2 separate regions of the Anser cygnoides genome follow, and region 2 is linked to region 1. A link is a contact called in public Hi-C data. All regions are on one chromosome and are shown on one strand. The core of a region is the stretch at or near the end of the contact, and the rest is flanking DNA. Distances in the headings are between cores, read along the strand shown.

Region 1 (5,562 bases), core at 2,648-5,147:
CCCCCTTTGTCACCTTCTCGCCCCCCCTGGAGCAGGACGACTACCTCTGGGGGCTGGAGGACGGCAAGGGCGTCAGCGACCTCTTCGAGGCGTACGACCTGGGGGAGCTGCTGAAGAACTGAGCCTCTGCTCCCCGATGCCACCCCCCTTTGCCTGCTGTCCCCCCCCCTCCGTGCCTGTCCCCCAGGTGGGTGGGATGGACAGCGCAGCGCCCTGGGTGGCTTTGCCTCGGTCGTTGGTTGTCACCTGGGGGGGTTTGGGGGTGCCAGGGCCGGTGCTCCCCTCCATCACCCCCACACCTCGAGGGCTGCTGGCAGACCTGGGGGGCTTTTGGGTGCATGGCACGGGGTCAGGGGCACCCCAGCCCCCCGGGCAGCACAGAAACCCCTGCCCAGAAGGGGCTTTGCTGTGTGTGGGGTCGCGTTTTGGGGTCGCGTTTTGGGGCCGCTCCAGTTGCTCCCCAGTCCGACTGGTGCTTCAGGGTGGTGGCCGCTTGTTTGGATGGTGCGGGGCACGGCACGGCGCAGCTCTCCTGGGGTATGAGCTGATGGCTGGAACGCCACCGAGGTGGTGCTTCCCCCCGCCCAGTAGCTGAAATACCCTTAAAAAAAATTAGCATGGGTGAAATCACCTTTTTGTTAAGGGGGGGAGGATGCTGAACCTCTTAAAACAGCCGCGGGCAAACCGCTTGCAGAGCATCCCCTCTCCTGCCTGTGTCGGCTCCCTGAGAGCTGTTGGTGCTGGGGGGGGGGGGATGTCTGAACTGGAGCTTAATGGGCAGGAGGTGGTGGTGACTGGGGCAGGGGGGAGCCGGGAGCAGGGCGGGGGGGTTGGCGGTGCGGCTGTGCCAGCGGCAGAGCCGGGTGCGCTGCATACCCCTTGGTCCTTCCCAGCTGCTCCTCGCCCAGAGAAACCCAAGCTTTTCCCTAATATTACTGCTTTCCCCTTCCTCGCTGGGGGGTGGGAGGCTCGGCCCCCCCCTCGCCCCATGCTGGGATCAACCTGGAGCCGGTTCCCTGCGCTGATTTTTCCCCTGGGTGCCGGGCACTGGGGCTGGATGCGGCCGCTCAGCTTTGGGCTCTGCACGGCCTCATCCCGCAGCAAGGATGTGTCGGGGGGGGGGGGAAAATCCTGCCCCGGCCCCATCCCTCCCCTTGGGAACTTCGGGCAGAGTTCCTCCCCCCAGGCTTTTCCTCCTGCCCTTGTAAATTGTACCTTAATTATTGCACTGTATTTATACGGGACCCACCTTCGGCACGGCGCTGTCGAGGGTTTCTTTGGCGTTTGGGGTTTTTAAGCGAGTGTATTTAAGTCGTCCTTCCTCGAGGTTTGCTCTCCTGCAGTTTGGCTTGGACGTGGTGTGGGTGAGGATGTGTTTTGTCGTGAAAAACTCGTGGCACTTGGTGTTTGTTGCTCGGGAGGGGATGAAATGAAATAAAACTTCTGAGTCAGAGGGGCTTGTCTTCCTCGAAGAAGCAAAACGCCGCGGTTTGCAGTGCGTTTCGGGGGGAGGGAGGCGGTTTTGCTTCTGCTTTTGGTGGGGGAAAAAGTCTGCTTTTAGGATTTCCGGCGGGTCAGCCTGCTCCGTGGCGGGTGGATGGAGAAGGGGGTTGAGACGAAGCCGTGATCGGCGCAAAGCAGCGAGTGTGGGACAAGCACTGGGGTCAGGATGCCCGGGTGCACCCGCTTTGGGGGCTGCGGGGACGTGCCCGTGGAGGGCCCTGCCCCAGGCCACCAGCCCCAGGATTGCTGGGCTGTGACCCGGTGATGCCAACGGTGCTGGTGGCACCCGGTGACGTCCGGTGGCACCCGGTGACGTCCGGTGGCACCCGGTGATGTCCGGTGGCACCCGGTGATGTCCGGTGGCACCCGGTACCCTGGGGCCGCACCGCTCATCCCATGGGGTCTGGCACGGCAGAGGAGGAGGGTGAGAGGCACCGGGTCCTGTCTCCATCCCCGGGGGGCTGCGTGTCCCGGAGCGGCTGGCGGTGTCGCAGCCGTGTCCCCCCCCCGACCCCCGGCTGGCAGTCCCCGGGCCGGCCAGGAGGTGGCAGGGCCACCCCAAGAAAGGGGCTGCGGGGATTAGGGGGGGGGGCTCCCGAGCCTGGCCCACGCTGCTTTAAGTCCCTGCCCTGGGCTGGCCACAGGGATGCTTTGCTGGGGTCAGCCCCCCCCCCCCCAGTACCCCAAGGAGGTGCGTGGATGGTGGGGGGGTCCCAGCCAGGACCCCTTGGGAGCCCCCAAATTCCTCCCGTTCCCCTGCAGCAGTCTCACCGGGGCCACAGCCTCTTAACCTTGTCCCTGGCAGATGGGGGCTAAGGGGTGTGTGTGGTGCCCCCCCCCGATCCTATAAACACCTTCACCCCCTTAGCAGGGCACCTCGCAGCCCCGCACACCCCATCCTGGCCGGCTGCTGGCCCAGGCTGTGCTGGGGTTTTTCTTTACCGGGTTTTCTTTAACGTTGTCACCGTGAGCTGCCGGGGACGGGGCTCACCGGAGCCACAAAGTGCGACAGAAATGGTCTGGGGGCTTGCAGGGGGCTGCAGGAGCAGCAGAAAGGAGCTGGGGGGGGTGCAGGTGGGCAGGTTCGGGGGTCTTCGTGGTTTGGGGTGCTGGACTGGGCCTTTTGCCCAGCTCCGAGCCCCTCTCTGGGCAACCAGGAGGGAAGGGAGGAAAGAGGAGGGGGCTCTGCCACCCCCTGACCTGCCCCGGCTGGGGGCTGCTTGGTGCAGGGGTCCTGCAGAGCATCCTCGTGTCCTCTGCTGGGAAACCCAAAGGCCCGTTTTTTTTTTAAATTATTAATTAATTTATTTATTGTCCTTGCAGCAAATCACCAGGTAAAGGGAACCCAAAATCCAGCTCCTCGGACCTGCACGGGCCTGGGCGAGGCAAGGGGCCGGCAGGACACGGAGCCCCCGTGCTGCCTCTCCACAGCAAAGCGGGGTGCTCCAGAAGTGGCTCCGTGTCCCTGCCACCCCCCTCCTCTTCTGCTTCTCCTTTCCTGAGGTTTGCCATCGGATTCTCCTTCCTCAGCCCCCCCGGACCCCCCTCGGTTCGTTATCCCCACTCCTCCTTCGCTCTCACTTCTTTTTTTTGGGGACGTTTCCGAGCAGAGCCTCAGGGCAGCACTGGAGGCACGGAGTGGGGCGCGTGGGCTCTGCGCCTTGTGCACCCCCCTCCAGGGCCAAGCAGGGCATGGGGACAGCCGAGTGCTTGGGGGGGCGGGGATTTAATCTGGATTTAATTTGGATTGAAGGCTGAGCCCTTGTGCACCCAAGCTGGCCTTTAGGGGCCACCTTGGGTGTCCCCAACTCCTGTCCGTGCCCGTGGTGCGGGCAGGAACCACGCTGCCCTTCCCACCCCGTGCTTTGCCCCCATCTCGTGGGCTCCGTGGGGCCTCTCCCCGCGTGGGGGGGGGGGGGCTGCCGTGGGACCCCCCTCTCCGGTCCCAGCCTGACGGGGGAGGGGTGCACGGAGGGGTTCGGCACCCTGGGTCCCCGGTGCTGCGGATGGAGCCCCCCGCACCCCGCCGGTGCCCCGGGACGGCCCCTGCTGGGGGAGGGGGGGGAATATGGAGCGGGGGGGGGGCACCGGGGGCGCTTCGCCTTTAACGGGCGGGCGGGCGGCGCTGCCCACGTCACGGCGGCGGGGAGGGAGCGGGCGGGCAGAGGGAGAAACTCCCCGGTGCAGCCCCGCCGGCCTGCAGGGGATGGGGCGCTGAGCCGGGCCCCGGGAACCCCGGCACCCCCCGGCCCCCCACGGCCCCCCCACGGCCCCCCACCGGCCCCCCACGGCCCCGGGACGCTCAGCAGCTTCCCCGGTGCAGCCCCGGTGCGCTCCCCCCCGTGCGCTCCCCCCCGTGCGCTCCCCCCGTGCGCTCCCCCGGTGCGCTCCCGGCTCAGCCCCCGGTGCCCTCCCCCCGGTGCACCCCCCCCGGTGCCCCCCCCGGTGCCGCCCGCACCATGCCCGAGCAGATCAGCGTGGCCGAGTTCCTGGCCGTGACCGGCGAGGACCTGAGCTCCCCGGCTGCCGCCGCCTTCGCCTCCAAGATGCAGAAGTGCCGGGGGGCGGTGGGGGCTCTGGAGGAGGTGAGCGGGGCTGGGGGGGAGGCTTGGGCTGCGCTTCCCCCTGGGGACACCCCCTGCGCCCCTATCCCGAGCCCCGGGCGCCCTGTAGTGCTGGCCCCGCAGCGAGCACCCGCCTCTTTCCCTTGGGTTTCTATTTACTGGGGTCCCCCCCCCTCGCCCAGAGCCCCCCGGGGACGCCGGCCCCGCTCGGTGCGGGGTTTGCGTCTCTCGCTGCAGCTCTCCCAGGTTTTAATTTTTCGCTTCTGCCGAGGGCTCGGCCGCTGCCGTCGCCGATGGCTCGTGGGAAAGAGGAACCCGGAAAGTTTTTCGGGGGGCTGCTGTTCGTGCCGCCCGTCTCCGAGCGCCCGGGGATGTGGGGCTGGTCCCCCGGCGCTCGCCCTGAGCCGCTGCTTCGGGACCCTGCAGCCGGGGCGGCCGTTTCCATCCTCCGCCCCACCGCACGTTTTCTTGGGACCAAGGCCTGCAGAAATGGGCAAAACCTCGCCGTTCCAGCTGGTTTCGTTTCCAGCTCTGGGTGCTGCCCAGGGGCTGGCTCCGTCCCCAGGGCTGGGCTCAGCATCGGCCCCGTGCCTCAGGGCTATGAGCCGCTGCGCCCTGAGGGCTCGAGGTGTCCCTGCGGGGGGCTCCCGTTGCTATTAAAGCTGGGGTGGGATTTTTAGCCCCGCCAGCAGCATGGATGGGGCTCGAGCAGGGGTGGCAGGGTGCGCTTATCCCTCTCTCCCCACTCCTGCCTCCAATAGAGGCTGTTTCCAGCTGGTCCCGCGTCCTTTGCCAATTTCTCTTAGCGAAGGAATGGCTTTGAAGGGGAGCCAGAGCTCGTGGGGCCGGCGCGGGCCCCCTCGGAGCCCCGGGGGCAGCGGGAAGGGAGCCCCCCAGGCTGGAAACCCAGCACCCGATGGTGCTGAGCATCCCGGGCCCCGCCAGCACGTGCTCTCCCCTGGCTCTGGCTCTTTCTCTCGGCCGGGAAGGGGGAGGCAGCTCCAGGCAGGAGGAAGCGGCAGGAATTTCGTTTGGCCGCTCGGCTTCCCTGGGGAGGCTGCGATTTGGGGGAAGGGGGACGGGGATTTGGGGGGGCGGGGGGGTTCGCTTGGGAACGTTCCAGCGAGCGTGGCTGAGCGCCGGGGCTTGTGACAGCGGCTGGGGTCTTCGGGGGAGAGGGGCCGGGGGGGGCACGTGTCTGCCAGGGGGCTGTGGGGACCCTCGGGGGAGCCGAAAGGCAGCCAGGCCTCCGACACCCAGCGCCCCGGCGGAGGGGAAGAGGGAAATCCAAACAAACAAGCCCCAGCCCCGCGCTGCCGGCTGATCCTCGACGGGGCGATAGCATCAGGCAAGGAAAATAAACAGCGGCTGCTTTGGGAGGGGGGAGCCGGGGGGGGCTGGGGCTTTGTGTCGCCGCCTGTCCCTGCCCCGCATCCATGCTGGTGCTTTGGGAAGCCGGAGGGTGCTCAGCGCTGCTGGACGTGAGCCCAGGCTG
Region 2 (5,802 bases), core at 2,809-5,308, 45 kb after region 1:
ACCACGGCGTCTGCACAAAGCAGGACGGGGGATGTGGGAGCCGGTGTCTGGGGGGACGCACCCAGACGCTGCCCCCACCCCAACCACAGCCCCACCCCGGTGCCAAATCCCCTGCCCGCACCAGCGGCCCCTTTGTCCAAGAGGAGCTGCTCAGGGCCGGATCCAGATGCTCTTACTCCATCAGCAAACTCCTCGGGGGGCACTGCTGGCGGGGAGGGACCCCAGGGAAAAGCCACGAGCGTACCAAGGGCCCCGCACGCCCCTTCCCTCCCTGCTGGGGAGCAGCCCCGCACTGACCCTGCCTGGGTACCAGGGGTTAATGCAGCCACAGCTGCGGTTTATAAGGAATGAGAACCATGAGACCACCGGGGCTTGCGTGAAATTCCCCGTTTTTCCCCCATTTCCCCCCACCAGCACTCCCAGCACAGCCACCATTACACCGGGTCAGCGGCCGGTACCCTCCCCCCTGGCTCCTGGGCAGGTTTCCACCCCAAAATCAGGTGTGCAGCAGGCACCCACGCTCCAAACCCCGTGCAAAACTAAAGGCAACGGCTCTGGGAGCGAGGAAGGACGGCAGCGAGCAGGCTCAGCACGCAGGGGAGCTGCAGGAGGTGCGGAGCATCCTCACCTGCGGAACAAAGCCAGCTCCCCCCAGCTCCGCGCCCCTCGGGCGCCTCCGCTGCCTCTTCGCATACCTCGAGCTGGGGAGGGAGGACGGAGCGCTGGGGACCTGGCCCCGGCAGGGATTTTTCATCCACTAAAATCAGCCCTGGCCAGAAAAAGCAAATTACGGTAATTGTTGCAGGGACACAGGGCACCGACAGTGTCCGGGTGAAGGATGCGTGCCATCAGACCCCCTGCAGCCGGCTCAGCGCGGCGAGGGGAGGGAAGGCGTCTGCAAATGGAGAAGCCTTTAATGTGCAAACACCATCCTCTGTCATTTAACTCGCGAAGTAACCTGATTGCTGCACACGCTCACGGAGCCTGACTCACGTAGGGACCCCATCTCCATGGTTTCTGGCCCCCCCACTCGCCGCCCTCCAGCTGACGCTGCAGTTCAGGGCGACTCCGAGGGGATGAACCATCGCCATCCTCCGAGCCCCTCGGCTGCTGCTCGCGTGCCTGGGCCCTCGTGGGGTTTCTGAGGGGCTCGTCTGCATGAGACCCGTTTTCTGAAAGCCGAGGCGGGCGCTCGGCCTCCCAAAATCAAAGGTCTCAGAGCTCCTGGCCGTTTGTGTGCGTGCAGCAGAGAGCGGAGGAAGGACGGAGCAGCTCGCTGCACGAGCAGAGGTGCGCCCTGCTTGGGGGGTTTGTCCGGGACTGTGTTCCCCTGCTGAAGCCCACCCGATGTCCTGCAGGATCAGGCCATAAGACAGGATCATAGGCACGGCTCAGGATCAGACCCCGCTGCTAAGAGGATTTGTGCTCCTGGGGACACCTCCCCAAGCCCCTGCAGGCACAGCTGGAGGGCATCCCGTGGGGCTTGGGGACCCGGGGACCCAGAGAACAGCACGCGCAGCATCTCCTTCCCTCCACCCCACTGCACACCCCAAGAACCCAGCCCGGCCAAAAAATCAGACTGCTTCTTGCCCAGGGCAGCCAAAATGAGCTCAGAGCCAGCGCCAAGCCTACCCGGCACCTTCCGACAGCTCGACTGGATTGCAATTAGCACCGCATTGTCAGGGCTTTTAAAAATACCCCTGGACGTCTTTTGCAGCTGCACGCTCAGTGCGAGTGCCCGGAGCTGAGCAGTGGGACGGCAGCCTGCCTGCTGCCAGAGCATCCCTTTGCTGGGCACAGGCTTCCTAAAACCAGGCTTTTTCAGCCAGTTTTACAAGCGGTTTCTTTTACTTAGGTGTTTGGGGAGCTCGGGGGGAAAGCCGGGAGCGCAGACTCCGGCTCGCTCCTGCGGTACGGCCGCTGCCATGCTGCGTCGCGCTCGCTTCAGCCCCTCGCGCCTCACACAAGCCTCCTGTCTCCCTCCAGCCCTTCCAGATTGCTTCTTTCAAGTGCCTAACTTCCCAATCAAGGCGCTCGCTTAATTGCGATGGGTTTGGCAGCCCCGGGAGCTCCATCAGCACAGGCGGCTGCTTCACAGCACCGCGCTCTGCCGCAGGGACGGAGCTCCCGCCTGGAGCACCCGTGTCATGGGCAGCCCAGGGAGGGGGCACCACGATGGACCCCCGGGGGATCCCAAGCCGAATCCTGTCCCCAAACCCCAGCTCTGGGGTCCTTTCGAGTCCCCCGTTTTCTGCTTTGCCTCACCAGCACAGCCCCATGTGCCTGGGGAGGGGGCCTGGGCCCCGGCCCCCCGGCACATCTGGCAGCGGGCTGCAGAAGCGCTGACCCAGCGCTGCTGAGTGCGCCTGGCAGAGCACGGCACCGACAACGGATTTTCCACTTCACGCAGAAAGCAGAGATCAAAGAAGTGTGAATCTACCTGAAACGGCTATTTTTAACCTAGGTGAGCCAAAAAAAAAACCCCACCTGACAACGACAAAAATGCTCAGGTTTTTGTTTAACCTGGAACGAAACTTTGCTAAAAGATGCATTCACACACACACACAAAAAGACCCCAGGAAATAACAGTGAAAAGGACTTTTCAAGGAAATTTCAAATGCATGTTGTGTTTAAAAAAACAAATTCAAATCAGATGTTCCCCCCCCTTGGGTGGGGGACCAGCGGCCACATGTGCTCACTGCTGTTTTCCACCAGACCCACTCCTGCAGCTCCTGGCTCTGCTGACAGCAGAACTGGGGGGGCCGCAGCCCCCCCGGTGGGCTCCCTCACCCCGCTGAGCTGCTGGGATGGAGCATGGGGGAGAGCCCCGGGTCGGGATGTTACGGAGGGGACAGAGCCCCCCGCAGCAGAGCAAACCAAAGCCCTGCTGATCCTCCACGCAGCAAGCCGGTGTGCTGCTCTCCAGCCGAGCAGCATCCGAAGGAGATGAAGCCCTTCAACCCCCCCTCACCCCCCAAATTCGCTCCATGTACCCCAAAACGCACGGTGGGGCCATTCTACAAGCTGAGCCTGACACACACCCAGCACCATCTTCCCCTTGCGCACCAGACCCGAATTAGCTCCGGGGTCTCTGCAGTGCCGCAGCCCCCCCTTGCTCTCAGACCACCCCCCCGTGCCCGCTGCAGGCAGGTCACCCATGCACAGAGATGCTGGCATCCAGGCCAACACTTTTGTTAATTAATTAGGCTGCATCTAAATGAGCCGGGGGCAGCGGAGGATGCTCCGAGCCATGGGGCTTGCTGCAAGGGAGCACGCGGGAAGGGCTGGAGCCGCTGGCACAGCACTGACCCCTGCACCCCACAAACAACCGGGGGGGCTCCCGATGAGCTGCCCCGACCCAGCCCCAGCGTGCTGACCCCTGGTGAAACTTCAGATTTTGGGGACCTTCAGGTCTTGGCACCCAGCACCGGGTGTTTCTCCTACCATGGTGTGACGAGGACCGGGGCTGGCGCCCAGCAAAGGGCGCAGGCAGCGAATGGCCCCGCGTCGCCCGGCCGGGCACGGCCCGACGCAGCCAGGCCTCCCCCAAAAAGCTCCCGCCGAGCAGCTCCAGCCGGGCCCACGGCGCTGCTTCCAGATGGCCTGTTTTCCGGGGGTAATCGATCCAATTTCTGCAAGTAAACTCAACAGGGAAACAAGCTAGATAATCACGATTTACTGGGTGGAAAATCAGATAAAAGAGGTTTCGGGAGGTAAAGGGCATTGTGCAACTGATTCAGGGAAATGGAGTAAATTGATTTAATTGGAAAAGAGACTTCTCTGAAAAGCTATCCGGATTTTTTTTTGAACTCCTGTCACCTCCCTGGCCAGGTAATGGCTTGCATAGGAAGGGCTCCCCTTGGCTTCACCCAACGCGGCAGCGAGTCCCTCACCCTTCCCAAAATGGGCACATTTGCTCAGCGATACTTTTTGTTTTCGCTTCCTATTGAATTTGGAAGGGACAGAAAGTATTTGTGGTTTCTGAAGCTTTTGGGATGGGCAGCTGGCAACATCTCATCCTTAAGAGCATTGGGTGCACACCCAAGCCTTGCGAGCCAGCCCCAACCCCCTGTAAGCTCCCGTCTGCCACCGCAGGTACACCAAGATGAAGACGGCCACCAACATCTACATCTTCAACCTGGCCCTGGCGGATGCGCTGGCCACCAGCACACTGCCCTTCCAGAGCGCCAAGTACCTGATGGAGACGTGGCCCTTCGGGGAGCTGCTCTGCAAGGTGGTGCTCTCCATTGACTACTACAACATGTTCACCAGCATCTTCACCCTCACCATGATGAGCGTGGACCGCTACGTCGCCGTGTGCCACCCGGTCAAGGCCTTGGATTTCCGCACGCCAGCCAAGGCCAAGGTCATCAACGTCTGCATCTGGGTCCTCTCCTCCGTCATCGGGGTGCCCATCATGGTCATGGCGGTCACCAAGTCGAAAGGCAAGTGGCTTCGGGGGAAAGGTCCCCTCCTGTGCCGTCTGTCCTGGCAAACCCAGGCCGCCTGGTCCCGTCCCCGGTTTGGGCTCAGTGGAGGTCACCCCTCCATGGGACCAGGAGCATGCCCTGCCATGGAAAATCATCATGGTATCACTTCCCAGCTTGGCTGGGAAATGGGAAAAGAGGTTGGAAACAACCCCAGAAACTGTCCTCCCCCTTCCCCACCTCCAGTCCCCCCAGTGCCTCTCCCCAGCTCCTCCTTCTGGGGTGCAAATCAGATGCCTAAGCCCATGCCCAGGGCTCAGGATTCATTGCAAAGTCCCCGGCTGGCCCACACCACGCTCGGCAGCTCCTGTTCGGTGGGGCCAGACCCTGGCTGCTAGGAAAGCTCTGAGCAGCTTGAGGAAGGGGGGGAGGTTTCAGTAGGTGGCACGGGGACATGTCCAGTGCAGTGGTTGGGAGGAGACAGCGTGGGGATGGCCCGGGAGGCCCTGCAGGGAATGGGTCCCTGGTACTTTCTGCATCCCTTGGGCACCCCAAGGGCTGGTGGCACAGCTCCCGGGGAACCTCTGTGACGAGCTGGCAGGTGGGCACGCATCCCCTAGTGTTTCACCAAGGATGGAGATGCTCAGCCACGACAGCTGAGAGCAGACTATACACAGCAGACACTCTTTGCTCTCTTTTTTAACCCCTCTTTGACATCGTCCTCTCTCCCGCAGACGGGATGGTGCTGTGCACGCTGCAGTTTCCCGATCCTCCCATCTACTGGGACACCGTGACCAAGATCTGCGTCTTCATCTTTGCCTTCATGGTCCCCATCCTGGTCATCACCATCTGCTACGGGCTGATGATCCTGCGCCTGAAGAGCGTCCGCCTCCTCTCGGGCTCCAAGGAGAAGGACCGCAACCTGCGGCGCATCACGCGCATGGTGCTGGTGGTCGTGGCAGCCTTCATCATCTGCTGGACGCCCATCCACATCTTCGTCATCGTCTGGACGCTGGTGGACATAGACAAGAAGAACCCCTACGTGGTGGCCAGCCTGCATTTCTGCATCGCCCTGGGCTACACCAACAGCAGCCTCAACCCCGTCCTTTACGCTTTCCTGGATGAAAACTTCAAGAGGTGTTTCCGAGAGTTTTGCCTGCCCTTCCGAGCCCGCGTGGAGCAGAACAGCTTCTCCCGAGCCCGAAACACCGTGCGGGAGCAGGTCTCCACCTGCACCCCCTCCGAGGCCCGCACCAAGCCGGCATGACTAGCCGTGGGCAGCCAGTGGCGGGGCGGCAGGGGGGACGACCTGCGCTCCGAAGTGACCCAGGTGACCACCACGGAGCTGTAGCAGCGTGGCGGCCCCGGCGTTGCT

The links. A called contact is a pair of places that touch in the nucleus more often than the background predicts.
Region 2: a Hi-C map of liver shows a contact between it and region 1, with 8 times the contacts expected there. The contact joins the enhancer-like site here to the promoter of ASAP3 in region 1. A contact is called at or near these places in 3 of 7 Hi-C or Micro-C datasets (granulosa cells and liver).

What each region holds. Positions count from the first base shown.
Region 1 is chr24:3,237,126-3,242,687 of Taihu_goose_T2T_genome, forward strand. ASAP3 (ArfGAP with SH3 domain, ankyrin repeat and PH domain 3) reads left to right here and starts at 3,898. Exons shown (of 26, transcript XM_066982498.1): 1 at 3,898-4,088. The coding sequence starts at 3,963. It overlaps E2F2 (E2F transcription factor 2), which reads left to right. Exons shown (of 5, transcript XM_066982574.1): 5 at 1-1,453. The coding sequence ends at 595.
Region 2 is chr24:3,281,848-3,287,649 of Taihu_goose_T2T_genome, forward strand. OPRD1 (opioid receptor delta 1) reads left to right here. Exons shown (of 3, transcript XM_066982581.1): 2 at 4,096-4,445; 3 at 5,162-5,802. The coding sequence ends at 5,694. Among named protein-coding and RNA genes, the nearest start is that of OPRD1, 3.9 kb to the left of the region's middle. Within about 2 kb of position 4,059, at least 1 of the 3 cell types and tissues checked has open chromatin away from gene starts, as enhancers often do. A contact at or near this core is called in liver, where this site is marked.